Linked DNA regions of Sus scrofa: regions 1 and 3 are each linked to region 2. A link is a contact called in public Hi-C and HiChIP or PLAC-seq data. All regions are on one chromosome and are shown on one strand. The core of a region is the stretch at or near the end of the contact, and the rest is flanking DNA. Distances in the headings are between cores, read along the strand shown.

Region 1 (3,894 bases), core at 77-2,576, 210 kb after region 2:
ACTGAATTCACGTTTTGAGGGACGATGTTGCCCCACAAATTGTTTTTCAAGCTGCAGTGGTTTAGGGTGTGTGAGAGGTGAGCGTGCCGTGCGTCTGTGTGGGCGTGTGTACGGGACTGAGGCGCAGAGGTCCCCCAGTTCTGTGTTCTTCCCATGCTTGTGCCTGAGGCTGGCCTTGCTGCATACAGCTTTGACTGGTAGAGCTTTCTAGAAGGTCCCACGCAGTAGCCTTTGGGGCATGTGATACTGAGCACCTAAAGTGTGGCTGGTGAGGATGAGCAATTTATTTTAAAGCTCATATTTGATCTTAATGAACTCAGTGTAAACGCTCATACTCGGCTGGAGGCCCCCTTCTGGGGCGTGCAGGTCTGCCTGGCCGAGCCAGGCGGCTTTTCCCTGCCTCTCCTCGGTGCCCTGCGCTCCTGGGAGGGCCACCGTGGACGTCCCCTCATTTCCTCTTCTGTCTAAGATTGTCTGAGAGATGGTTTGGCCGTGTTCTGTCAGGAACTGTCCACAGGCGCTTCATCTTTCTTCATGGGTAGCACGCGGGGCACTTCTGAAGCCAGGAGGCCCGGGGGCGGCCACACTTGGGCGCTGCAGCAGATCAGGCGATGCTGGCACGTGTTCTGGAGCGGTGCTTGCTGGAGGGAGACGCTACAGGTCAGAGGACCCTAGGGAGTTGGGGAGAGAAGTTGCAGAGACCAGGCCAGGCGAGTTAAGGATGCCTCCAGGAGGTGACGCTGCCCAGGATGGGGGTCTCACGGGCCTGCAGCTGGGAAGAGGGCAGGCTGAGGGGACAGGGCTGGGTCGGAGGGTGGCCCAGGCTGACACCTGGAAGGGAGAGAACAGATGGTGGCTGCCCCAGGCTTCCCAGGAGGCCGGGTACGAATCCAGGCCGAGGCCCCGCCCGGGCGCTCCGGAGGCTGACAGCCCTACCCGTGACCTCTGTGGAGGCAGCGTCGCGGCTCGGCCAGCCCGCCCTCGGGATAGGAGGGGCTCCTTGGGAACTGGGCCTTGAGTGCCCTGTCATCTGTCTCGAAGGCCACATGTGGCGTGATGTTGGCATGGTGTTAGAACCTAGCGCACTAGGGAGACACCTTCAAAGCTCTAAGCGTCAGACGCGGGCTCAGCAGCGCTGCGTTGGTCCCCCTGTCTGTCCGCTCCCACGCTGGCTCAACAGCGGGCTGAGGGAGCTTCCGGGCGACAGCATGGGGCTGTGAGGCTGGCCGTCCCAAGCTGGCCCTGGGCGGATACCAGGTCAGCAGCCCTACCCTTGCCCCCGGAGCTGGCGTCTGCTCTGTGCCTGGCCTTCTGGGTGAGATGCCAGCAAGCAGGGCCGGTTCTGCCATGGCAGCAAAACTCGGCTGACGCTTTCTCCAAGTTTGCAGCGGTACAGCCAGGTGATTGGCAGTGACCAGCCTGTATGATGTGTCCCCAGGAAAATGCCAAGGTTGTGAGCAGAAAGAGTCCCGCACTCTCCTGGATTCAGGTCAGCCGATGTCAGATGGTGGGTGCAGTGAGCTCAGTGTTAGGAGGTGAGACCGGGTCACCGAGGCGCCATTCACAAGCATCGTGGAATATTTACAGGAGAGACGGCTGCTTCCTCAGCTTCCACTCATGCGTTTTAAGTTTCCACGTGAAAATAGGGGAATGTTAATTGTCTTGGAAACTTGTGAAAAAAGTTCTATAATAAATTTTTAGTTTTAATGATTTTAGGTTCATTTAGTTTTTTATTTCATCTTGGTTTAATTTTGAAAATCTATATTGCTAAAATTACTATCAATTTTATAGAAATTAAAAAATTTATCAATACACTTTTGTCTTTTTTTTTTTTTTTTGCCTTTTCCATGGCCGCTCCCTAGGCATATGGATGTTCATAGGGTTCTCTTGTAATTTGAAAAACGTCTCTCTACTGTAACTATTCTCCCCGTTCATTCCAAATATGCACTGTGTACCTTCTTTTTCTTGACCTAGTCTTGCAAGGGTCTTATCTGTACTTCTGCAAAGAGCAGCTTAATGTCTTGTCTTAGTGGTCACGCGTTTTAAATTTTGTTGCTTTTTCTTTAATATTTACTTCCTTCTGTTTTCCTGAGGTTCATTTTATTTCCTTTATATCTTATTAAAACACTTAACTAGTTCCTTTAGGCTTTTTCTGTCTGATAAATTTATTTATAGCTATAAATATCCTTCTAAATGCTGCCTCAGATCTATATCACATACTTTGCTAAGTAATAATTTTATGGTCATTTAGTTCTGTGAAATTCATACCTTGAAACGTGTGATGGCTTTTTTGTGGCCTGGTATGTGGTCATTTTTTGCAAAGGTTTCTATTTACTTGAAAAGAATATACGATCTATACATGTTGTGTTCATACTTCTACGTGTGATGATTTGATCAAATTTGTTAATTATATTTTACGAATCTCCATCACTCTTAATGTTTGGTCCACTTCCATTTATCACTTTCTAAAAAAATATTAAAAATTTCTACCAGATTTTTGGAGTTCTCGTCGTGGCTCAGTACTTAACCAACCCGGCTAGCATCCATGAGGACTCGGGTTCGATCCCTGGCCTCGCTCAGTGGGTTGAGGATCTGGTGTTGCCGTGAGCTGCGGTGTAGGTCGCAGACGCAGCTCGGATCTGGCGTGGCTGTCTGTGGCTGTGGTGTAGGCCGCGGCTGTAGCTCCGATTAGACCCCTAGTCTGGGAACCTCCATATGCCATGGGTGTGGCCCTAAAAAGACAAAAGACAAATAAAAAAATTTATACCAAATTTCTGCCTTTTCTCTTTGTAACCCAGCGCCTTTTGCTTTATTTCCAGGCTTTGCTGTTCGGTGCACATGTGCATTAATGTTTATTGGGTCTGCTTGATGCACTACTCCTGTCATCATGATTTTCCTCTATTGGGCACTATTATCCTTTCTGCCTTAAATTTTATTTAATAGCTATTACTACAATAGCACTCATCTAATGAATATTTTTGTTATTTATCATTTCCTGTTACTTTATTTTACTCTTAATTTTAAGTGTGGCTCTTCTAAACATCAGCTGGAATTAAAAAAATCTAATATGACCGTCTCCATCTTTTCAAAGAACAATTTAATCCATGTAATCTGGTTGTATTTATTGTAGTTATCTATATATCTGGATACATTTATATCCTTTAGTTTGTGATTTCTGTTCTCTCTCGCAAAATTTCTACCTATTATTGAATTAGTACAATTTTCCGTGTTCTACTTTTTCTTCATTTGTTCGGTTGAAGCTGTATATTTTATTTTTACTTGTTATAGTGCTCACTGTTAATTTCTTAAAACACGTAGATTAATTACGTCTTTTTCTAACTTTGGAGAAAATTATTCCGTATGTCTCTCCTGTTCTCTCAATTAACAAGTTATAATTATCACAAACTATCCCTCCTTCCAAATTATTGTTGTTGCTAGATATTTACCTATTTTCTGAAGCAAAGGGTATTTTTATAAAATATTTTTTAGAGCCTCAGATAAATGTCTGAAGAACCAACATCCAGCTTGGACGTTTCTCACATTCTTCGTGGTCCTCTGGGCTTAGCCACCTTTGGCTGAAGAATGCCTCGACTTCCTTCTAGCGGGGATCTCTCCTGGCTCAGCTCCTTGTCTTCGAAGGCCTCAAATGTCTTTATTTTGCCCTGATTCTTACGGGAGAGGCCTAAATCTTTCAGCTGGCGGACAGTCTCTCTAGGCCTGTGCAGATGTTAATCCATTCCGTTTCCGCAGTTCTTATCGCTGACGAGAAGTCTGGTATCGGCAGCTCCTCTGCGGTGACAGCCTTTCTCTCTGGCAGGTTTTCAGGTTTCTCTCTGCCTTTGACGTCACGCCGTGTCTTCCGTTGCTTTGCTCTGGACCGTGGCTGACCGTCCC
Region 2 (3,675 bases), core at 882-3,381:
ACATTTCAAATGTATACCAAAAAAGTTGAGAGATCAGTGTAATGAAACCCTGTGTGCCCCTCACCCACTTCATTAAATGGCCACTTCACGGCCACTCTTATTTCATTCCCTACCCTCCCCCCAAAAAAAATTATTTTGAAGCAAATCCCAGAAATCCTATACTTCATCTGTAAATATATCAGCCCTCTAAAAAAAAAAAAAAAAAAAGGCATTTATTTATTTATTTATTTATTTATTTATTGTCTTTTTGCTATTTCTTTGGGCCGCTCCGCGGCATATGGAAGTTCCCAGGCTAGGGGTCGAATCGGAGCTGTAGTCTCCGGCCTACGCCAGAGCCACAGCAACGCGGGATCCGGGATCCGAGCCACGTCTGCAACCTACACCACAGCTGACGGCAACGCCGGATCGTCAACCCACTGAGCAAGGGCAGGGACCGAACCCGCAACCTCATGGTTCCTAGTCAGATTCATTAACCACTGCGCCACAACGGGAACACCAAGGCATGTTTTTAAAATATAATCAGGAGTTCCCATCTTGTCTCAGTGGTAATGAACCCGAAAAGTATCCATGAGGACGCAGGTTCAATCCCTGGCCTCGCTCAGTGGGTTAAGGATCTGGCATTGCCGTGAGCTGTGGTGTAGGTTAAAGAAGGGGCTTGGATCCTGTGTTGCTGTGGCTGTGGTGTAGGCCAGCAGCTGCAGCTCCAACGGACCCCTAGCCTGGGAACCTCCTTATGCCACGGGTGTGACCCTTAAAAAAAAACACCAAAAATTAAATACAATATAATCACTGTCATAATCGTATCCTTAAATGTTAACTATAATGTCCAGTCTATGTTCACATTTCCTTGATTGTTTCATAAATGTCTATTTACACTTCATTCAAATCTGCAGCCAAATATTTCAATCTCTAGCTCCGATCTTCCTCCTTCTCTGTGTTAATCTTTCTCAATCTCTTTCTCATTCCCGCAAAACTCAGTTGTCAAAGGAGCAGATGATTTGTACTGCAGAGTTCTCTGCTTTCTGGATATTGCTGATTCTATTCCTATAGTTTCCATAAATGTCTTTTCCTATAAATTGGTAGAGTTTGAGGCTTGATCAGATTCAGAGTTCAATTTTTCATCAACGGAGCCATCTAAGTTTACATGTCTTTCCGTTGCTTAGATTAGCCAATTTGACCTGTTTCTATTAAATAATAATTGACTGTGATATGACACATATCTGAATATCATTGACCTTTTTTTGGCTGCACCCACAGCATAAGGAAAACTCAGGCCAGGGATCAAATCCCAGCTGCAGCTGCAACCTATACCACACCTGCAGCAACACCACATCCTTAACACACTGTGCCAGAGTGGGAACCCCTGAATTTTTTAGTTTATGCCATTATGAGATAAACTTCTGTTTCTTAAAAAGCCACAGGCTTCTTTCAACATAGGTGCCAGATTCAGACCGAGCCAGGCTTCCAGCCCCTCGCTTGTGGGGTATGGATGTCCCTTTCCACCTGCCTTGGAGCAAGGTCACCTAACCTCTGAAGGGACAGCTCCAGGGATGTCCACCCAGCCTGTCCCCTGGGCCACACAGGAAGCCCCCTCACAGCATCTCTGCTCTCCTTCAGGGCAGTGCATTTTCCTCAAAAGTTTTTTGTTTTTAAGCAGGGTCTCTGCTCTATCACATTACCCTGCTCTGTGTTAAGAATGTAAATATCACTTGTTTTCTCAAATAACAAACTTTCCATACTATCCAGCCCACTACCTCAGGTGTTTTGCTTGCTCTTGTCTTTAGCTCTCTATTCAACACTGCCACCTCGCTGATGGTCCACACCTTGTTTGTGCTTTATTCCCGGGGATAATGGTAAGAATGGGCTGCTATTAGTCTCATTGTCACCTCTGCCTTTATTGTTCCTGTGTTGGGACTATTTTGGGAGAGGGCCCCAGTGCCGGCTGTGGGACATATTTAACCTGCCAGCTGAGGGTGGTGCTCCAGCTCGTGCAGACAGCTCCTCTGGGCACAAGTGGCAGAGGGCACGTGTGACAGGCACCTCTTTTGGGAGCCCAGGTGGCCAGGCTCTCTTTTAGAAACTTCAGAGTCAAGCTATTTGCAGGGATGACCCCTTGTGCTCTGGCCGCCACGCCTGCTCCCTGCCCATGGGGCTCAGATCCCTGATGGCCTTAAAAGGAGAGTCAGACAGCAGGCTGCACAGGCCACACTTCTCCCCGGAAGAGTGCCAAGGGAATGGTTTGCGAGACCGAGGGTGCCTCCCAGAGCTTGGCCTCAGAATAGCCTGGCCACCTTGAGTTTCCCTTAATAGCCAGCCATGAATCAATCATCCGCAATCTATGTAAAGGCTTTTTGTAAACCTATTTATATTTTTATGTCTGTGCCACTGTGAAGAGCCATTGAATTCAAATGATTTTTTTCCTGAGGCATGTTTTTCTCTCTTATTTTCCTTAAACTAAAGCCATCTTTAAGTTTCCAGGGTGCCCTCTTGCCTCTGTGACCTGGGTTGAGGGGAAAGTGACTGTCACATCCACTTGTCAATGTGCCATGGGGAGTTCCTGCCACGTCAGTGGTGCCAACTTATTGTCACTGTCACCTTCAGTTGGAATACTGCAGGGGAACTATATGTTGCCCAAGTGACATCACTTCTAAGTGTCTTTCCTTTTGCAGTAGATTCCAGCTCAAGAAATTGTCCAGAAAAGGAGACATTTGTTTATCTCAGTTTCCTCCATGACTACATGCCAGAAGCAGCTTCTCCAGGGACAGGATCCCATGCAGATGTGCGACTATAGCGACTCTCCTTCTTTACCGCTGTGACAAATGTGTGTGCCAGGAAAGTTATAGATTGGCAGTGAATTTGTGTGAAATTCTACCCAGAAAGAGTCACAGCTGTGCTCACTCCGCAGCCAAGGTGACCGTGGAAGCCAGGAGGAACCCAGGGTGTGCAATAAGCCCCTGGGTGTTTACAAGACACCAGGTTGGGGGGGTGGGGGATTGTCCAGGGACCATACATTAAAAAAACTAGCATGAATTGGACACTCATGTGAAATAAGGCCCAGGGACACCCTCCACTTCATCTACCTTCACATGGGTGCAGTAGGTGGCCCCCCTACTGGGGTCTTCACTGTGCTCCCCCACCTTCCCAGGGGCGCTAAGCAGCAGCAGAAATCACCCTGGATGCAGCTACGCCCATACCAGGGCCCTCCAGTCCTGCCCACCTTGTCTCCCTCTCTGGCGACGCCAAACTGCTCACTGTTGCCCAGAGATGCTTGTGGAGTGGCCATTAGCCTTGGGACCCTAATTCCATTGTTTGCCAGTTGTGTGGCCTCAAATATCCCAAAGTTGGAACTTCCTCACTTGTGAAATGTGTGAAATATTATCACTTCTCCCAGGGAAGCGTGGACGAGGTGATGTGTGTAAGTGCTGGGCCCAGAGCCCAACACACAGGAATCCTCAGTGAGCTGCAATTATCATGATTGAGTCCTGTGGGCTATAACTTTTCTGGAGGGCCCGCAACCCACGCCGCCTCATCTGCCAGGAAACTCTTCTTCAAATCCTTCAAAGTCTAGCTCAAGTGCACCTCTGGGAAGCCACACAAACTTGCCGTGCCTCTGCCCCTCATTCTCTCTCCTCTGGGCTCAGATGCTCCGCAGAGGGTAACTCTTCACTTTCAGCC
Region 3 (3,785 bases), core at 492-2,991, 240 kb after region 2:
TTGCTCCCTATTCTCATCCTGGGCCCCCGACACCTCCCGCCGCGCCCAGGCCTCACCTCCCGCCACGCTTTCTTGCTCAACCTCGTCTGTTTATGGGCAGTGTCTCCAACTAAGAAAGCAGCCCAGGTTGGTCCCCAGCACTGGTGGGTTGTCGTCACTGCTCCTGAGTGAGGGGGTGCCCTGTGAGGGGGTGGTGTCTCCTGAGCACAGGCCCTCAGGGACCATCCCACCTCTCTGGGTCCCTGCCTGTGATTCTGAGACGAGATCAGAAGCCAGCACAGAGCTCAGGCGGAGGTGAGCTGCTCCAGGAGGGCTGAAAGGACCCGGCTGCCGCAGGCGAGCACGGGGCCAAGCACTGTGACCCGCCCCATCCCCATGCTTCCTCCAGGTGGAGCCAGGGCCCAGGAGGATGTGCTGGACCCCCTCTCAGCTGCGCTCCTGGGAGCCTGGCCCAGGCTGGGGTGGCGGACACGTTGGCGTCAGAGGGAGAGCCAACCCCACTCCTTATCCACGAGAGACCAGCTTGGCCGCTTGTCTGCTGAGACGGCCTTGGGGCCACCTGGGTTTGACAGGCCGTGGGGCCCCCGAGCAGTCCATCCAGTGGCTGATGGATGAAGATGGCTCTGTTTGGGCTGACTTGTGTCCCCTCCAAGGTCGTATGTTGAGTTTCTACACTGTAGTCCTTCAGAATGTGAGCTGATTTCGCGGTAGGGTCCTGGAAGACGTGGTCGGTAAGGGTGAGGTCCTGCTGGAGTCAGGTGGACCCTGACCTGGTGATGGCAGTCTCGTGGGAAGGTGATGTGGGGGTCCCAGGGGGAGGCAGTCTCAGGGAGGAAGGAGGCTGCCTGCAGGGGCCTTCAGAGGGACAGCCTGACACCATGTCTCTGGTCTCCGGATGCAGCAGCCTAGACCGAGGTCCTATCCCAGCTGCCCAGAGACGCACAGTGGGCACTGGATCAGCTCGCATGCCAGGTGGACAGGTGGCTGCATAAGCTGAGGCTGGTCTGCATGCTCAGAAGGTGATTCGTAGTTTCATCATCGTGTTTCATCAGCTCCTGGGGCTTCAGAGACCTTCATGGACGTCGTAAGGTACTGGCCAAGGGATCCACCTCTTGCCACAGGAAACTGGGCCGTGCTGGCCCTTTGCAGCCGCCTGGACCCTGCCGAGGACAGAATCTGGCCATCTTCGCCCACACGGGGCTTGGGTCAAGCTCAGGGAGAAGGCGGGCATGTGGTGGGCGGAGGGCCGGCCAGGACAGCTCTGGGCCGGCAGGCCTGGGGCCTCTGCCCAGCGGAACACATCTGGTCCTCGAGTCCCGTGGGAGGTGGGGAGCCGGACCTTCCCACGGCGGCTGTGGGGGCAGCATTTTCTCTCCAGTTGAAATAGAAACCAAGTGCCAGGAAGAGGGAGGCGGAACTGGGGGTGGGGGGTGGGAACGGCTTGAACTGAGGTTTCTGAACTTCAGAAGCAGCTGCTTTGAACACTGGTCCTTCTTCTTTCTCCTTTAAATGTCTGTTTCTGAAGCCCTTACAGGGGGCTTTCTGGGCTCGCCAGGAGGGGCCACGTGGTGTCAGGAGTCGGTCCGCTCCCCGGGCTCTGGCTCCACAGCTGCCACCTCCCCCTGGTTCCCGGGAAGCAGTCGTCCTGGCGGTGTGGATTGCACTGCAGCTGCAACCATCTAGAACATCGAAAGGACCTCCTTAAAATAGTCGTGGTCACCATGACTCATCGGCTGCCTGCACGGAGGGCAGCTGAGGCACCAGGGAGGCCGCAGCCTCCCAGGAGCCCGGCCCCCACTTGCTGGGAGTGGCATCGGCCTCCAAGCAAACACCGTGCCGTCCCTGCTGCCCAGATCTCTCATCTGGGGGGCGGGGGAGGCCGGGCCACTCTCCAGGGGGTGCCTCCAGGCAATAAATATTTCATAAGGGAGCAGACCTCGGCAGTAAAGATTAAGGAGCTTCGCATCCTCAGAGAGAAGAAAGAGCTGTTTGATTCTGCGGGTCAGCTGGTGTGTTTCCGAAGGGGAGGGCGCCAGGCTGCGGGGGAAGCTGCTTAGCGTGCTGAAGGCTGGTCTCAGGGATGCTCTGCCGGGGGGGGGGGAACCCGAGGAACAAGACCACACTCCCAAGGCCTTCCTGCGGCTCCTGGCTGGCGGGCTCCCCCCGCCCCTGAAAAAGAGGAGAGCGGAGCGGGGAGGTCGTCCTGGTCATCTTCCTGCTGACCTCTTGCGCCGAATTCGAGAAAGACCTGGGGAATCCGTCATCCGCCTCGGGCACAACTAACGGCTCATTTACAGTCTTTGCACTGCTTTCATTTTTTCCTTGGGGAAATTATCAGAAAATAATAAAGAATTTATTGGTTAGTTTTTAGAGGAAAACTGGGGAATCTGGCTCCTGGCAAAACCCACCATGAAGAGCCGTAAGGCTGAGAGGCGACCTCGCCCACCTGGGGGCTGCAGGCGGCTCGGCCCTGCTGCTCCATCCTGAAGGGCCAGCAAGTGCCAGGCCTTTGTCCACTGGAGCAGCCTGGTCCATCCAGAGGGACCCCAGGCCTGCCTCAGGTCTTAGGGCAGGGCCTCACCTGCTTGTTCCCTCTCTGGATTCCCAGGCACCTGAGATCAGCAGGAAGTGGGGGGGGTGCTGTCCCAGGGCCCCACAAGCAGAGGTTGAACCCATGGTTCTTTGCTCATCCATCCCCTCCCAGTTGTGGCCCAGGCGTTGTCACACGGAAGAACAAGCTTCTTAGCTGAGGGCGGACATGGAAATCATGGCTCCCGTAGACATGACCTCTGAACAAAGGTGGCAAGCCCAGGTGAGCCCAGGTGAGGGCCCAGCTCAAAACACCAGGAGTGTCTACACCACTCACACCTGAGGGTTAGAGTCCCTATGACACTGTGTTGTCTACACCTCATGGCCTCCCCTCCCCATATGATGGCTCAGGAGGGGTCCTGAGTTTTGTTCTTTAGCCTCTGCTGGTCTCGGCCTTTGGTTTACATCTCAGGTGGTCCAAGTCGGCCCTGGGTGTTGGTGGATGGAGGTCTCCATGGCGATTCTTGGTGCTCCTGGGCTTGGAGAACTTGGAGATCACGGCCTGGAAAGGCTAAGGTGACCAGCAGATGTCCCATGGAATTGCAGGATGTCATTGGCAGCCTGGTCCCATCAGGAAGTACTGTTAGCTTAGCTGAGACATGCTGCTGGCTCCAGAGGTAAGTTCTGTGACACCTGGAGGAGGCCTCAGTGCCTGACCCTGGGGGAAGCTTGATGACCTTGGGCTCAGCCTGGCAGAGTGGCCCGGGGGGCCCTTGCCCTCCTGCCTCAGGGGCTGCTCAGGGCGCAGAGCTGGCTGCCGCCTACGTGTGGTTCTTTTGGGCCTCGGGGGGCTTGGACCGCGTGTCGAGTCTGTAGCACTCTGTTTTCAGACTTTGGTTTTCATTGCTGGTCTCGCTCTGTCTCTGTTCCTTTCCTCAGGTGTTTCTATTGCTCTGCAAGAAAACTGTGGCTATTTGACCTCTGCCCCAAATAAGCTGAAGTCATATTGCCTTAAAAAATTGTTTTATTGCAATGTAATTGATATACAATGTTGTGTTAATTTCTGCTGTACAGCGAACTACTTCTTTTTTTAAATATTCTTTGCCATTATGGTTCATCTCAGGATACTGGGTATAGTTCCCTGTGCTGTACTGCCTTGTTGCTTTTTCCATTCTGTGTGTAATAGTTTGCCTCTGCTAATCCCAAACTCCCAATATTTCCCTTCCCCCTTCTCTCTTTTCAACCACAAGCTCTGT

What was found. A called contact is a pair of places that touch in the nucleus more often than the background predicts. HiChIP or PLAC-seq counts read pairs in DNA pulled down with a chosen protein or histone mark.
Region 1: a Hi-C map of skeletal muscle shows a contact between it and region 2, with 2.7 times the contacts expected there. The contact joins two enhancer-like sites. A contact is called at or near these places in 1 of 47 Hi-C or Micro-C datasets (skeletal muscle) and 1 of 2 datasets of contacts at active chromatin or transcription factors (skeletal muscle).
Region 3: a contact with region 2 is called in an H3K27ac HiChIP or PLAC-seq map of skeletal muscle. The contact joins two enhancer-like sites.

What each region holds. Positions count from the first base shown.
Region 1 is chr1:256,330-260,223 of Sscrofa11.1, forward strand. No RefSeq gene overlaps it. Among named protein-coding and RNA genes, the nearest start is that of DLL1, 59 kb to the left of the region's middle. Within about 2 kb of position 1,327, at least 2 of the 83 cell types and tissues checked have an H3K27ac peak or open chromatin away from gene starts, as enhancers often do. A contact at or near this core is called in skeletal muscle, where this site is marked.
Region 2 is chr1:47,625-51,299 of Sscrofa11.1, forward strand. No RefSeq gene overlaps it. Among named protein-coding and RNA genes, the nearest start is that of PSMB1, 26 kb to the left of the region's middle. Within about 2 kb of position 2,132, at least 6 of the 83 cell types and tissues checked have an H3K27ac peak or open chromatin away from gene starts, as enhancers often do. A contact at or near this core is called in skeletal muscle, where this site is marked.
Region 3 is chr1:288,365-292,149 of Sscrofa11.1, forward strand. It overlaps LOC110259814 (a long non-coding RNA gene), which reads left to right. Exons shown (of 5, transcript XR_002342130.1): 1 at 1-2,009; 2 at 2,705-2,812; 3 at 3,002-3,206. Among named protein-coding and RNA genes, the nearest start is that of DLL1, 91 kb to the left of the region's middle. Within about 2 kb of position 1,742, at least 34 of the 83 cell types and tissues checked have an H3K27ac peak or open chromatin away from gene starts, as enhancers often do. A contact at or near this core is called in skeletal muscle, where this site is marked.